Linked DNA regions of Zea mays: region 1 is linked to region 2. A link is a contact called in public Hi-C data. All regions are on one chromosome and are shown on one strand. Each heading gives the region's core, a stretch centred on a gene start, on an enhancer-like site or on the middle of the called end of the contact. The rest is flanking DNA. Distances are from core to core; before and after follow the strand shown. Region 1 holds the start of LOC542365 (sucrose synthase). Region 2 holds the start of LOC100273647.

Region 1 (2,700 bases), core at 131-2,630, 270 kb after region 2:
GCTGCAAAACCAGCAGCACCTCCATCGCCTGATTTGGACCTGGAAAGTGGAAACCACCCGCCGCCGCCGGCGGCGGCGGCCAGAGCAACATGCCTCCCTCCGAGATGTCATCTCATTCACCCGCCTTCCCTTCCCTTCCCTGACGTGGGTGTTTCAGCACATTGAACCGAAAAGGAAACCGGAGGTGGTGACGATACATTCCCGCCGAAAAGCTGCAGAGAAGTAGCTGTCAAACGCGACGGGATCGAGCTGCAACGATACACGCATAACCATGTACTATCGCCCCCCGGCTCCCCGCAAAGCGTTTGGGATCTCTTCATTTTTTTTTGTTTTTCCATGTCAGCGCCGCATAGGCAGCTCTGTTCTTGTTTGGAGCCAAGCCAGCCCCAGTCCACACCTCGCGGCACGCCCGATGCGAGTGCCGTTTGGCGCGCCTCATCATCGCTCACCGTTTGGGGGCCTGCCTCTGCCTTTCTGTTCTTCAAACGATGTCTCATGTCTGCGCTGGACAACTTTCTTGTTGCCGCCTGTCGCTTGCGCTGTGCTGACTGGACGCAGCTCCGGAGGTTTGGTTGTGCTTGGTTTTCGTAGAGAACTCGCCACTTGCCGCCCGCACGTTCTTGGTGTTTCCTCCTCCCCGCTGTGTTCTGCGCACGGGCTTTTTCTGAGAGACCCATGTTTCCCTTTTACTTTTATAAACAGTATACATGCTATGTTTCTAGAAGGAGGGGAAACCTAATCCCCCTAATCCAATGGCGGGGAGGAAATAGGGTGGGGTGGGGTGGGGGGAGGGAAATATCTCGCTACTTTTTAATCCGGACAAGCTCATTTGCGTTTGCGTCTGAATGATGATGACTGCAATGCTGATCGCACCTCGGGTGTCGGATCACCAGCTTTTGGCTGCTCTCACCAAATCAGCTGCAAGAAGATTAGAGCTCAAAAGAATTACAGAAAGAGAGCCTTTTTCTTTTCTTCCTTGTGGGGTTCCTTTCATTTCGTGCTCTCCTTTCTCTGCCAGCCAGTCCGTCCTTGCGTCCACTGCACCTGCACACAGGTCACCCCGACCCGCACTGTTCTAGACTCCATTAGAAAAAAAAAGGTCTGAACCTTTCCGAAACCAGCCAGCCATTGGTCTGGCAGGCCAGCATATGCTAATTGGATTTTTTTGCCGCATCATTGAGTGCGCCATCAGGATTTGGAAATCCTGGTTTTGAGTAATACAGTAATTTGGCATTATCCATTGCCGAATTCCCAAGCTCCGTCAGCTTGAACGTGGACCCCTACCATCTGCACCAGCTCGGCACCTCACGCTCGCAGCGCTAGGAGCCTAGGAGCAGCTGCCCGTCTATTTATTGGTCCCTCTCCCGTCCCAGAGAAACCCTCCCTCCCTCCTCCATTGGACTGCTTGCTCCCTGTTGACCATTGGGGTATGCTTGCTGCCTTGCTCTCCTGTTCATCTCCGTGCTAAACCTCTGTCCTCTGGGTGGGTTTTTGCTGGGATTTTGAGCTAATCTGCTGGTCCCGGTAGAAAAGATCATGTCCCCTGACGAGCTCAAGCGCTCGCCTTAGCCGCGTCCTTGCCCCCCGCCATTTTTTGCGGTTTCGGTGTGTTCCCGTGACTCGCCGGGTGCGTCATCGCCTGAATCTTGTCTGGGCTCTGCTGACATGTTCTTGGCTAGTTGGGTTTATAGATTCCTCTGATCTAAACCGTGCCTGTGCTGCGCACAGAACTCTCCCCTGTCCTTTCCTGGGGTTTTGGTTACGTGGTGGTAGTAAGCTTGGATTTGCACATGGATAAAGTTGTTCTAAGCTCCGTGGGTTGCTTGAGATCTTGCTGTTATTGCGTGCCGTGCTCACTTTTTTTGCAATCCGAGGAATGAATTTGTCGTTTACTCGTTTTGGTGGATTATTAGCGCGAAAAAAAAACTCTTTTTTTTTTGTTCTTTTACTACGAAAAGCATCTTCTTGGATTTTGCTATCTTCTTTTACTACGAAAAACTCTTGAGTCTAGGAATTTGAATTTGTGATGTCCATTCTTGCAGTGCGCTGTGCTTTATTGGGAAGCCAAATCCTATTATTTTCTGCCTCTAGGGTCTGAATGGAATCAGTACTCTTGAGACAGAAAATCAATCCAATCAAGTTGATTTCTTTCTTTAAAAATATTATCACAGAACTAAGTGCTTGTGCGGAATCAGTACTGGCTTTTGTTTGGTGGAGGATCAATACTTGCTTTTGTTTGGGGGTGGCAACTGTTTTGCTATAAGATTCCATGTGTTCCTGTTGAGATGAATCATATATAGTATAGCTGCATACTACAAATCTGTTTTTCAAATTTAGGTTGCTTTGGCATGATCTATTTTTTTGTCAGACAGACTTTCTAAGTGGTAGCTCTTGATTTCTTGTTCTTGTACAACTGGTGCTGCTGAATCTTGACCGTATAGCTCGAATTGCAGTATTCTGAACCATCGAGCCATGGCTGCCAAGCTGACTCGCCTCCACAGTCTTCGCGAACGCCTTGGTGCCACCTTCTCCTCCCATCCCAATGAACTGATAGCACTCTTTTCCAGGTGGGCTTACCAAAATCATATAACTTGCATTTCATTCGGTACTGAAAGTTGTTAATTTGTTATTCTCTTCATGCCTGTCTTAATAGCACACCCAGATGTAAACACGAGATTATGCAACTTCTTACTTGGTTTC
Region 2 (2,700 bases), core at 201-2,700:
TACAAAAGGAATCAATATGCATCTCCACGAGAAGGTACAAATTAAGTTGACAAGGCAAAATCCAACCAAACATAAAGAGAAACCGATTTTCATATTAAATTGGACATGCAATTGTCTCACTGAGAAATTATTGCTTTAGAATACTCGACGGCAATGAAGTGATGAACCAATTTATATTAAACAGCACCTTGCTATGATGCCAGGTAATGATACTATCAGAAAAGTAAAAGCAAATGAAACTGGAATCAGCAAAATCAAAGGCAAACACAAATCATATTGCATCACCTGCAGGCAAGAATGAATTTTCGCTTAAAGCTAAGTTAAGGAAGGCAAGATACTGTTGGGTTGATCTCATCGGTTTCGGTCATGGGACCAAGTTGGACGCCACTAATAATGCACCTTGACAATTGCATATGATCTTAAATGCATTAAGTGGGAGAGATCAAACAAGAATTACATGATAGTGTTAGAGAAAGAAACCCTTATAGATAGATAGGCTGCAGTATTACATGTACTACATATATTCTACCCCTAATGGCCTGAGCTCTAGGTTCATAACACACACATACAAGTAGTTTAACACCCCCGTAGTAAAACCTCTAGCCACGATAGATGTTTATACTGGACAAAAGTCCGAGAACAACAAGAGAAGACCTTTAATGAAGATGTCGACAAACTGCAAGCTTGTCATGACATGATGAACACGAATGTCCACGAGACCACAAGAGCCACACACTCACGAATAGAGTGAAGATCGATCTCAACATGCTTCGTGCGCTCGTGTTGGACATGGTTGATGGAGAGGCAGACAATGCCGGCGTTGTCGCAGTAGACAAGTGTACTCATGGAGAGGGTACAGTGAAGCTCCTAGAGGAGCTAGCGTAGCCAACTCGCCTCAGCACCTCATTAGCGATAGCCCGGTACTCAACATTAGCATTAGAGCAGGAGACCAACGCTTGAAGGACTAAGAGATGATGTTGTCACTAAGAAACACTTGTCAGTCACAATATTGCTGCTTGGAGGAGAGGGCATCAAGTCTCAGGTGTGGTTGGCAAGAGGGTCCGGTAGTTTTCCTCCCTAGCGTGATGCCAGCGAGCATCGACAAGGGTGCTATAAACCGAATACGGCGAGGACAGCTAATGGGTCGTACATCGATCAAACAACTCAAGGCTCGCACGAAACCATGAAAACTATATCTAACTGGTCACTACGGATTACAGAAAACAGCACACCAGATCCCACAACACAAAATTATCAACAGCTCAGACCGATAAACCCATGGATAAGCACACGCGCAAGAAGAAAGGATGAAAAGTATATGGGCACAAAGCGCTGCTCACCTTGATAAACGCCCGGACGAAGAGGACCGATTTGTCGGCGGGAGAGGTCACGTCCTCTCCGGCAAGTGCTGGTGAAGGCGGTGCAGGTGTTCCCCGCTCTGGCGGCGGACGGGAAGATTAGGGCGGGTTTCTCCGATGGTCTTATAGCCTGGGCGTTGATGGGCTGGGCTTTGTTCGGGTTATACACATATTTCCTTCAATGGGCCATGCGGTCCATTTCCTGCGGTGGCGGCGGCTTGTGTGTCCAAAGTCCATCTACGGCACGGCGTCTCACAGCCTCACCCCAACTCGTCGCCTTCCTCGTCATTCCCTTCGTCGCGGAGAGGAGGTCACGCGGCTGATTCCCGCCGCTTGCGATCGGTTCTGTCTCCCAGCTTCCCCTTGAGTACACCTCATTTTGTGACACCGACTAGCTGAGCCCTGCTGATTGCTCGCCTAGCACGCTGTTGCGCTGATTCGTTGTCTTGTGAGCTGTTCTAGGGTTCGTAGGGAGCAGGATCAGCTGACGCGATGTTCCCCAGGATTTCCCGGCTCGGGGCGCGGCTCCTGCGCGAGTCTAGAGCCGAGACAAGAGCTGGTTGGTATCTTTACTTTCCTCTTAGTTCATTTCCCTCTATGATTGGTGGCCTACTCGTTATTGGCTTATTGCTCATCAGCTGTGGTGAAATTTTGCTAACTTGTGTTTATCTTGCAGTTGATACTAATGTTTCTTGCGTTTTGGCTTTGGGATTCTCCTGAGTTTATGTGTTGCTAATGTTGTAACACTGCAGGCTTAGTGTCTCCTTATCTGTTGGTGATCGTTGCTACTTTTATCTGGCAGGAAACTTGCTAAACAGTCAACGCATTTTCTTTCAAGATCATGTTAACCGGCATTCGATCCCAGTGGTGACTCCTGCTGTATTATCGATGGTAAGAAATAAAGATTGGTAGTAGAATTTATTTAGTTGAACATGACCCCAATTGCACTTCTTTCCCGCTAATATTAAATATGTTACTAGCTATTGATTTGCTTCATAAAACGACTTTGATTTGGACTATATCTATTATTTTCATCATTTGGTTTCTATTCAATAAATCTACCTATACATTCACAACCTGAAATAGCTGTTGCAAAAGAAGATCGGCATTCTTTTACCTCAACATGTTAGTTTTTAAAATTTTGGAGAACTGTAAGCAAAGCCTTTGTACCGCAGGAGTGATGATTTATCTCTCAAGTTTATTTGTGTTAATTTTTGGTTATACTTTTTAGCGGAATGCCCTTTTGTCAACTGCAACAAGTGGTGATCAGGATGAAAGTAGTCAGGCAAAAGATAAGTAAGTGCATTTGTCTCTTGTTTTCTTATAGTCTTATATATCACAA

Evidence for each region. Hi-C and Micro-C count contacts between places; a contact is called where the count stands out from the background.
Region 1: a contact with region 2 is called in a Hi-C map of bundle sheath, with 2.3 times the contacts expected there. The contact joins the promoter of LOC542365 here to the promoter of LOC100273647 in region 2. A contact is called at or near these places in 5 of 25 Hi-C or Micro-C datasets (bundle sheath, ear and leaf).

What each region holds. Positions count from the first base shown.
Region 1 is chr9:12,836,628-12,839,327 of Zm-B73-REFERENCE-NAM-5.0, forward strand. It overlaps LOC542365 (sucrose synthase), which reads left to right and starts at 1,381. Exons shown (of 16, transcript NM_001347883.1): 1 at 1,381-1,627; 2 at 2,454-2,567. The coding sequence starts at 2,473.
Region 2 is chr9:12,565,150-12,567,849 of Zm-B73-REFERENCE-NAM-5.0, forward strand. LOC100273647 reads right to left here and starts at 1,451. Exons shown (of 3, transcript NM_001360285.1): 1 at 1,341-1,451. LOC100216688 reads left to right here and starts at 1,659. Exons shown (of 7, transcript NM_001358089.1): 1 at 1,659-1,917; 2 at 2,161-2,249; 3 at 2,590-2,654. The coding sequence starts at 1,851.